2 separate regions of the Gossypium hirsutum genome follow, and region 2 is linked to region 1. The links are chromatin contacts, called in public Hi-C maps. All regions are on one chromosome and are shown on one strand. Each heading gives the region's core, a stretch centred on a gene start, on an enhancer-like site or on the middle of the called end of the contact. The rest is flanking DNA. Distances are from core to core; before and after follow the strand shown.

Region 1 (5,414 bases), core at 2,067-4,566:
GGCAACAAAAGTGATTAGTATAATGAAGCCAGTAACTATGACCAAAAGAAGGAACATATCAAACTACTGCTGAAGGAATGAAACCAAATGCATAAAAACTAAAATCCTTAGAGATTAAGGTTTTACATCTTGACAGTAACTAATCTTGACTTTCAATAAGGTTACAACCACATTACTTGTTTGGGCAGAAAAGGCTACAACAAGATCAATTTCAAAGTTTCAAGAGGAGACTACATGTATTATTCAAGGAAGTTTAACACCAAAAACTGAATAAACTTCAGGGGTCAATAGGTATAAAATGAAACCCATCAAACATGGGCATCAAGAACTGAAAAGACTTCAGAAGAAATATAGTGTCCCTTGGCAACATTTATTCAGAGTTAATTGTGTCCATTACCCCATTTAGGAAACAAACCACTAACCAACCATTAACAAAGAGGAAACTTCAGGTCTTTTAAACCATTCACATCACTCTTTTAATTTATCAGTCAAACCTTCAACAACCAAGAAAATGCACTTGAAAGCATCCAATTAAACTCCCCATTCAGTAGTTAACCAAAAATAATAATCTCTAGCAATGCCCCTCTAAAACTAAAACTTAAAGGTGTGTTTGGATATGAAAGAGGAAACAGGAAAACAGGTAGGATGATAGCAGAAACATTTCATATTTACCCTGTTGTTGAAGTGGAGAATTAACAAGAGGCCCAGCATTGCAGAATTTAACTATGATGTTATATTCTTAAATCCTTCCAATTTGATACATTGTAAGAAGTACGAAAATTAGTTCCAAGGAAGTTGATTCAGCTACACTTCCCAATACTTAAAGCTTTAAACATAACTTTTAATGCATACATGAAACAAAAGTAAGCAATTAACAGCTTTAGATTATGATGAGTGTACTCCAGGAATGAATAATATAACAACCTATGATGATTCACTTGTAAAAGACAATTAATAGAAGAAAACATGCATCTATCAATTACTGCAAGTTTGTCTAAGGATCTAGGGTGTCTAAAGGAAAACAAGTAAAAATTGGAGTATTCCTCACCTTCGAGGCCAAATACTTGTGATACTGAAAAGAAGTAACAAACTCAGCAACCTTAAAGAAAACAATTATGTCACCCTTCTGAACTGTGTGATGTTCCTTCTCAATATCCTCACGAACAGATTTCATCAATACTGACATGCATTGAGTTTGCATTTAATTATCCACAAGAACATGAAGAATAAGGGAAAGAAAGGGAAAAAAAGAGGATAGGGGTAGGGTGGGTCGACAAAACAAGCAGGAATTTCAATTTCAAACTGTGTACCATTGTAGCCTCCAGAAAGGAACTGGTTCACAAAATCATGAAGCAATGCAAGAATATTTTTCCTCATTAAAGGTAGATCACCATGTCCTGTTGAAATCCCATGGCCACTATGAGATTTAAGCAGAGTATTTTGAGAAGCATAATTAGGATTTCCCTTGACCACTACTGTAGAGCCACCCTGTCAGATAAAACATGATTAGTTAAATTTATTAATGCAGCACCTGCTTAGTATCAAAACATCAATGACAATGATACTACATACCACAGTGAACCGTGTAAAAGTTCCACTGAACTGTGAATGACGATTGGTATGCTGGAGTCTTGAAACCCTTCTTTTCTTTGCTTCCTCTTCCATGATGGACTTAAGATCATCAATGCAAGCCTTGGCATCTCCACCCTCCTACCATACAGAGGTCATTAGAAACAAGAACGTGGAAAAGCAAATTACATTAATCAACTTCTTACTCAGATGGTTAGACAAGAATAAAGAGAAACAAACCTCAGAACGCTTCAAATGAGCTTTAACAAGTAACTCTGGGTCTTGACCCATAAATATGTAATGGAAAATATCCAACAAAAGCAAGTTATCCTGACGAAGATAGCCACGAGAACCACCAATCTGCTGAGTTATAACAATAATTAAATCCATCACATTCTCACGGAACAGAAGTTCAAGAAATCTGTCTCTCAGTGATAAAAATTGGCCAGCCTTTTGTAGAGATGAAATATCTTGGATGGCAAGAATGTTGCGAAACAAGGTTAACACCAGCTGGACCAATTTCCAGTCATCCTCCGTGAACAATTCACTGAAATTGAAGAGATTAAACATTTAGGCTGATGACAGCATAATGAATACAAGGAAATTTGATGGCACAGATGATTTAAATGCAAATGAAAAGATGAACATCCTATATAACAGCATCTAATGAGCTTAACTAGAACTTAGATTCTTAAGGTTTCATAAACAGTTAAACTCATTTGTTTTTGTTGATCAACAAATTGGGCAGTTTCTCCAAACAATATATTATTCTTTTCTTTCTTTTTCCAGCACCTGAATTTAAGCAGGCAGTTAAATGGCCTATTGGTAAAAGAAGAAAAAAAAATCATGCTTACCATTCCAAATTTTCAAGTGGACCTTCAAGAAGGGAAACTATAACAGCAACAGCATCACTGCTCGTGAGAGAAAACTTCATATTCCAAAGATACTCTATCTGTTGAGGGATATCACTAGAGGAAGGCTCGATAGGCATTGACAGAAAAACTAAAACTTTCACTGGAAAATGCGAAAAGAAAAAGAACGTAAATATTCACCAATTTAGCATTTACTACATTTTTTGGTTTAAATGGCCAAAAAAAATAAAACTTTAACATCAAATTTTACATACCAGAATTTAACACCAAATTCCGATCATGTTGGCAATGTTCAATGATCGGAATCAAGTCCTTTGAAACTATATTCCATCTACAAACTTGCTTAAATACTTCTCGCGTTTCTGGATCGTCCCGTCTTAAAAATCTCAGTAAGTCCTTCAAAGCATCTGCCAGTAAGTTATTTGAAACAAGATTAGTGGAATCCAATTTATATTCCCTGAATACAAAAGGAATAAATCAAAGAAAAAACCACTTCAATAAAGGCAAATGAGACTACCTAGACAATGCTCCCCCTTTGTGTAGACCATCTGTTTCGTTGTTTCATCTTCTTCTAGGATGCCGAGACTAGCACAGATACTTGATAAGCCCTCCATGTCCATTTTTACAAGGAGAGTAAGGTTTAAAATGGTGATTTGGGGAGAACCTGGTAGAAACTAGTGTTTTGAGTTATAGAGAAATCAGATCTGAGAAAATTTGGGAAGAATAATGATACCTCTAACAAGACTTCTGCTAGAGAAATTGGAAGATGAAGATCGTTGAAGGAAAAAAAATATTACTGATGGATGGTCGATCGATTAGGGCTCTTGTGGCGCCAATTGAGATGCAAATTTTCCCGCCTCTTTTTATATTTTTTTTGGATACAGGATCAGTTGATGCTGTGGTCTAGGGGGAATATGATGGGGGTCCGGCATATTAGTGACGTGGAGTGGATTAAAATTTAACAAGAACAAACTGGATAATAAGAACGGCCCTGACCTCCTCCAGTCATAAGCCGCTCATTAGGCCCATTACTTTTGTACTATTCTTAAATTTGTAGATTAAAATTAAAATAAAATGATAATGGTTTTAATAATATTAGGCTATTAGTTAAAATGATAATAGTGATGATAAAATTTCTAATATGAATTTATTGACACTTTATAGAAGTATCAGTTAAAATCATTTCGTTGTTATTTTGAGAAACTCTTTATTTAAATATATTGTTTTTAATAATTTTTTAAAAAAGCTTGTGCCATTGGTTAATTTTTCTTTAATAAAATCGTGCTATTAGATACTAAATAATATTTTAATAATTAAAATATATTTTTCTTACTCTTATAATATAAAATCAAAAGTCTGAGGAACAAACTTGAGATTCATAAACATTTATACATATAGTTCATTATAAACATTTATACATATAATTCTTTTCATCTATGATTTAATTGCTAAATAAATAACTTACAAATATATTTTTTTTATAGTTTTTTTTTTCATTTATATCGTGATTGTAACATAATTGTATGCGTAATAATTATAATTTCAATTTGAATCGGCTTTAGGTCGTCTTTGTGAATACCGATTATATCCAGCCAATTTAATGGATTGAACTAGTTTGTATCATTTCATGTTTGTTTCTAAGTTATTTTATTTGGATAACAAGTTTCAAACTTTGCAGGTGAAAAACCATACCAGGAAATCTCAAAGCAAACAAAAAAGTGCAAAACCCAGAATAAATAAGACAATCATATGACCTGAAGGAAAGCTACAAAAAAACCTAACTCGAATGCTCTTCTTCGCCGCGATCGCTTGAAATACTAATAATTTGCACGAAGAAGATAATCAGTCGAATGGATTCTCTCCCATTAATCTTCAGCCTCTTACACTTTGCAGACCTGAATGTTGTGAGTGGACTGGAATCGCCAGATGGGCTGTCTGCCACTTTGAACAAGTGCCACCTCTTCTCCCTTCTTCACCATTCCTTGCTTCTGCAGATCAATCATATTAGTTCTAGTATGGTATATAAAGAACCGGATGGTCAATGCACGTAACAGCACCAAGGTGCAGTATGATCAGATGAACCAAGCTCTATATGGTAATGAAGGATTAGAATTGTACGTATAAATCTTGCTATCCAATGGCATGTATCCTATGTTAAAGGTAATAAACCATCCTTTATGCAAGCATTTCAAAGTTGGTTTGGTTGTCATGAAAAATCCTTGGTATGGAAAGCAAGAAAAATTTTAATCAGAACAATCTGGTTTAAGTTTTGATCAAAATAATACGTGAAGGTTTTGAATATTTTAAACTGGATACCTCAAAACAACCACTTGAATGTATTGTCCAAAATAAACATGAATGAACCGATGAATGAACAACTACACCAATAATTAACGACCAATGGAAGGGGATTTCCATAATAAAATTTATGGTAACATCTTACCTGCAGTAATTCTAAAGCATTCTTAAAGGTTTCCTCGGCATCATCAGAGAACTCCATGTATATAGGGCATACTCCTTGATACAAAGCCAATCTTTGTTGTATCCTTTTCCTGCATGGCCATTAAATTCTTGTCGGTTAAACATTCGAGATCACAGCCCAGTAATGGTAGTCTGGTAGATATTCATTTTGGCCATACACTACTAGACAACCATTGCACTTGTGAGTTAGATATTGTCACCTTTCTGGATTAATATTCTTTTATCAAATCAAACCTCAAATGGACAGACATTACATGTCATAGTACAAGACAAATTGGACAGAAAGCTAAAAGCATGGTCCCAACCCCTCATTTGCCACTCCCCCACCCCACCCACCCAGAGAGAGATATTTAACTTTCTGTTCAACTTGTCTTATACTATGGCATGTTATGTCTATCCATTTGAGGTTTGATTTGATGAAGAAATATTTAACAGAGATTAAACAATGGAAACAATTTTTGGATTCAGGATCGGGTGAAACTCACTCGTTAG
Region 2 (5,166 bases), core at 1,468-3,967, 170 kb before region 1:
GTGAATAAAAAAAGTTTTATTTAATTTAATAAATATATAAAAAATTATTTGTATATTAACCAACACAGCATGATAAAACATTATCACCTTCACTTTTTCTTGATAAGAAATTGAATAACTTTGAAGGAGATACATAATCTAGTTTGATCTTGTTTAAAAGCAATGTGATGGTGATAATAATTAATCCTGCTTGATGCTTGCTGAAACTAACCTTTGAAAATAACAAACAGGATGAATCGGAGTGGCCGCCTGTTGCTCTTTTGCCTTCATACGGTAGGGGAAGGGATGCCCCTAGTGGAAGGCTCAGCAGCCTTATTTTTGGCACCAACCTCACTGATGTTGTCATTACAGGTAACCCAAAAACACATTTAGCTTCTCCAAGCTTTTAATCAAGTGGGGGGATTAAGTATATGGCTTGTAATACAAGGTAACAACGGCACCATCGATGGCCAAGGTTCATATTGGTGGAAACTGTTCAGGGACAATAAAATGACTGTTACCAGGCCTTACATGATCGAGATCATGTACTCGAAACAAGTCCAGATATCGAATCTAACGTTGGTTAACTCCCCATCATGGAACGTTCATCCCATATACAGCAGTGATATAATAATCCAACACTTGACGGTTTTTGCACCGGTTGATTCTCCCAACACTGATGGAATAGACCCAGGTTTGTTTTGTTTTTGGATTCGCAGGTACAACATGTTTGTCATAGTTGATATGATGTTTTGACGGTGTATGTTTTTTGTTTCAGATTCGTGCACGAATACCCGTATCGAAGACAGTTTTATCGTCTCTGGAGACGATTGCATCGCTGTTAAAAGTGGCTGGGATGAATACGGGATCAAATTCAACATGCCGACCAAACAACTAGTGATCAGAAGGTTCGCTTGCATTTCCCCAAGCAGTGCCACCATTGCTCTCGGGAGCGAGATGTCTGGCGGAATTGAAGATGTAAGAGTCGAGGACGTAACGGCGATCAATACGGAATCCGGTGTGAGGATCAAAACTGGGGTGGGAAGAGGAGCTTACGTCAAAGACGTTTACGTTAGGAATATGACGTTGAATACGATGAAGTATGTGTTTTGGATGACGGGTGATTACGGCTCGCATCCGGATGCGGAGTTCGACCAAAACGCGTTCCCTGTGATCAAAGGGATCAATTATAGAGACATTGTGGCCGATAACGTCACCCAATCGGCACAACTGGACGGGATCGGAAAGCATCCATTTACGGATATTTGCATTTCCAATGTCAACATCAAATTGGCTGCAAAGCCAAAGGGGGTGCAATGGAACTGCAGTGATGTTCAAGGAGTTACCAATCGTGTGAGCCCTGAACCATGTAACTTGTTGCCTCGAAAGGAAATTGATTGTCCCGTCGCTAAGGATAGACTGCCCATTGAAGATGTCCAGTTAAAAACTTGTTCGATCAGCGGAAACTTTTAATAATTTTATCTATTTTATAGTTTGAAATTAGTCTTATTAAAGTGCAGCTAATATTATAAAACTTTTCCGATTGTGATCTGTTCTAGGAACGTTTCAGTTCATATATTAGGTGCTTAGGAAAATGGTTGATAGGTGTTTTTTAAAGCTTTAGGTATAGAATATAGTATGAGTTAAATATATGGGCGGATGAGCCTAGCCCAAATTCTTCTAATTTTATTTGGTCCGAGATTTCTGCTCGTAAATTGGGCTGGGCTAAGTTGAAGCTATAAAATGAATATTATTATATTAATACGTTGTATGAGTCCGGATCAACTAGGCTCACGGACAACTCGGCCCCTTCTCTAAATGAAATATATTTTATTTATTTATGAAAATAAATTAGATTTATTTATAAAAATAAATTAAATCTAAAAATTCTCTTTTTCTTTTTGGTTTCTTTATACTTTAATTAAACTAGATAGATGTTTATATTGAGTTCAACCTTTGAGGGGTTATTAATATAAGGACAAATCTTTTAAAATAATTATATATGAATCTAATATTTACAAAATAAATGTTTTAATGGAAGTCAAATCTTTTAAAATGATTAAATAAAAAGGTAAACTTCAAATGAATGCTTTTCAAAAATAATATATCAAATATCAAATTATGTTTTTATCTTTTAAGTAATATTTTATTCTGAAAACATTGATAATCATTTGATTTTTACTCAAATTAAATTGAAAAATCTAAACATTTTTACAAAGATTAAGCCTAATTTATTTAACCCTTACATTTACAATATTCTAAATTGAATGTTTAGCCATTAAAATTTAATCCTTTATACAAACCGTAAGCTTGTGCGAGCTTATACACTTTTTTTTTTTTAAAATATTTTAGAAGTATATTATTTTTATCAAAATTTTTAATTTTTGAAAATACAGCATAAAGGATAAATTGAATCAGTGGAGCATATACTAATCAACGATCATCCACAAAAACGGTTACCTGAATGGGAACATTCGAGATAATCATAGCTGGCGCGAACATTCTCGACTCTCTTCCTAAACCGCCGGTTCACCCAGCCGAACTAAAACGTCACCGCAAAAGACAATTCGAATTCATAAACGAACACCGTTGACTCGCTTACAAACAGAAAGAAAATCACGAAAACGCCATCGTTTCATAGAACCATCCAGAACCTCTCACCCGCCCCCTTCTTTTTCCCTCGCTAAAATAATATACGCTGAGAAGAAGGGACTAGAAGAACTTCATTCAATATATAAATACCTTCAAATTCTTTTCTCTGAAATCAGATCAGTTCTCTGTTATACAAAGCAAAGTATAAAACCCCTAGCTTCCTTTGCTCACCTTTCTTTTTCAAATTTGCTTTGTTTTTCTGTTCTGTTTGGTTGTGTAGTTCTCTGTTATACAAAGCAAAGTATAAAACCCCTAGCTTCCTTTGCTCACCTTTCTTTTTCAAATTTGCTTCGTTTTTCTGTTCTGTTTGGTTGTGTACGAGGGAAATGGCGGACGTGCAGATGGCTGACGCAGAGACCTTTGCCTTTCAGGCTGAGATCAATCAGCTTTTGAGTTTGATCATCAATACTTTTTACAGTAACAAGGAGATTTTCCTTCGTGAGATTATCAGCAATGCCTCTGACGTACGTATTCTTTATCTCTCTGTTTTTGCGTTTTCTTTTCTGTTTAATAAATATTCCTACGGCTAAGGTTTGCATTCGGATGCTTGATGTTTGGAATGAACTTTTTTCCTGATTGGCCTAGTGTTTGGCGCCCTTTTTTGTTCAAAGTGGTGATTTGCTCTTTGATGATATTTTATGGATGGTAAATCAATTTGTTTTACGGAGTATTTAGAGATTGTAATTCGTAGTGGTTAGGTAACTTCATTTTCTGTAGAAGATGCGGATTCATGTATCTGTTTAAAGTTCAGATTCCTTTATTATCTGCAATTTTATTTTGAGTGCTACTATTGAAATTTGAAATTTGAATTAGTTTAGTTATTTGATAGGTATTCGAATATTTTTGATCTTCTGGAAGTTCAATATAGAAACATTTTATAATAGATTTTGATGTTTTAATTGTAATTGCCTTTTTTTTAACTAAAATTTTAATTGTAATTGTTACTCTGGAAATAAAATGGATATGAACTCGTTTTGAATTTAGATCTTAGAATATTCCGATTTAAGTTTTCTTTATGTGATGGTGTGTAGGCATTGGATAAAATTCGATTCGAAAGCTTGACTGATAAGAGCAAACTAGATGCTCAACCTGAGCTTTTCATTAGGCTTGTACCAGACAAGGTTAGCAAGACCCTCTCCATCATCGACAGTGGTATTGGGATGACTAAAGCAGGTTATATTTGTATTAACATTCTTAAATCGCCTGCCATAGTGTTGATAGTTTGTGGTAATTGGTACTACCAAGTCTACCATAGATTCTTGACTTGAGCTTTGTTGTTCGTATATGCAGATTTGGTGAATAACTTGGGTACAATTGCAAGGTCTGGTACCAAGGAGTTCATGGAAGCATTGCAAGCTGGAGCTGATGTTAGTATGATTGGACAATTCGGTGTTGGTTTCTACTCTGCTTACCTAGTTGCTGAGAAAGTCATTGTGACCACCAAGCACAATGATGACGAGCAGTACATTTGGGAGTCTCAAGCTGGTGGCTCTTTCACGGTCACCAGGGATGTTAATGGAGAGCAACTCGGTAGGGGTACTAAAATTACTCTTTTCCTTAAGGAGGATCAGGTAAACATTTTGCTTATTTTCTAATGAAAATGAACTTTAGTGTTTATAATTTAGGAAAGCTAAATGGTTGTTTCTAAATTGAATTTACAGCTTGAGTACCTGGAGGAAAGGAGGATTAAGGACCTTGTGAAGAAGCACTCTGAATTCATTAGCTATCCGATATACCTCTGGACCGAGAAGACAACCGAGAAAGAAATTAGTGACGATGAGGAAGATGAACCCAAGAAAGATGAGGAAGGAAATGTCGAGGATGTTGAAGATGATGAGTCGAAATCGAAGAAGAAGAAGAAGATCAAGGAAGTTTCTCATGAATGGCAGCTCATCAACAAGCAGAAACCGATCTGGTTGCGAAAACCTGAGGAGATCAGTAAAGAGGAGTATGCCTCTTTCTACAAGAGCTTGACTAATGATTGGGAGGATCATCTTGCTGTCAAGCATTTCTCTGTTGAAGGTCAGCTCGAGTTTAAGGCGATCCTGTTTGTACCGAAGAGGGCTCCATTCGATCTCTTTGACACGAGGAAGAAGATGAACAACATCAAGCTATATGTTAGGAGGGTGTTCATTATGGACAATTGTGAGGAGCTAATCCCTGAATACCTTGGGTTCGTGAAAGGTGTCGTGGATTCCGATGACTTGCCGCTTAACATCTCTCGTGAGATGCTACAACAGAACAAGATTTTGAAGGTGATTAGGAAAAACTTGGTGAAGAAATGTATTGAGATGTTCAACGAGATTGCTGAGAACAAGGAGGACTACAACAAATTTTACGATGCTTTTTCGAAGAACCTAAAGTTGGGTATTCACGAAGACAGCCAAAACAGGGCCAAGTTGGCTGATTTGCTCCGATACTACTCGACGAAGAGCGGTGACGAGTTGACGAGCTTGAAAGACTATGTCACCAGAATGAAGGAGGGCCAGAAGGATATTTATTACATCACTGGTGAAAGTAAGAAGGCCGTTGAGA

The links. A called contact is a pair of places that touch in the nucleus more often than the background predicts.
Region 2: a Hi-C map of leaf shows a contact between it and region 1, with 1.6 times the contacts expected there. The contact joins the promoter of LOC107944964 here to the promoter of LOC107947329 in region 1. A contact is called at or near these places in 3 of 34 Hi-C or Micro-C datasets (all in leaf).

Annotation. Positions count from the first base shown.
Region 1 is chrA12:107,129,184-107,134,597 of Gossypium_hirsutum_v2.1, reverse strand. It overlaps LOC107947329 (protein timeless homolog), which reads right to left and starts at 3,316. Exons shown (of 20, transcript XM_016881965.2): 1 at 3,175-3,316; 2 at 2,959-3,105; 3 at 2,696-2,848; 4 at 2,424-2,583; 5 at 1,810-2,116; 6 at 1,573-1,710; 7 at 1,311-1,488; 8 at 1,049-1,179. The coding sequence starts at 3,061. LOC107947330 (plastidial pyruvate kinase 2) reads right to left here. Exons shown (of 12, transcript XM_016881969.2): 10 at 5,408-5,414; 11 at 4,885-4,993; 12 at 4,072-4,429. The coding sequence ends at 4,322.
Region 2 is chrA12:107,302,194-107,307,359 of Gossypium_hirsutum_v2.1, reverse strand. LOC107944964 (heat shock protein 83) reads left to right here and starts at 2,717. Exons shown (of 5, transcript XM_041083700.1): 1 at 2,717-2,815; 2 at 2,915-3,095; 3 at 3,663-3,804; 4 at 3,922-4,202; 5 at 4,293-5,166. The coding sequence starts at 2,958. LOC121211197 (probable polygalacturonase) reads left to right here. Exons shown (of 5, transcript XM_041083702.1): 3 at 231-351; 4 at 428-673; 5 at 758-1,741. The coding sequence ends at 1,452.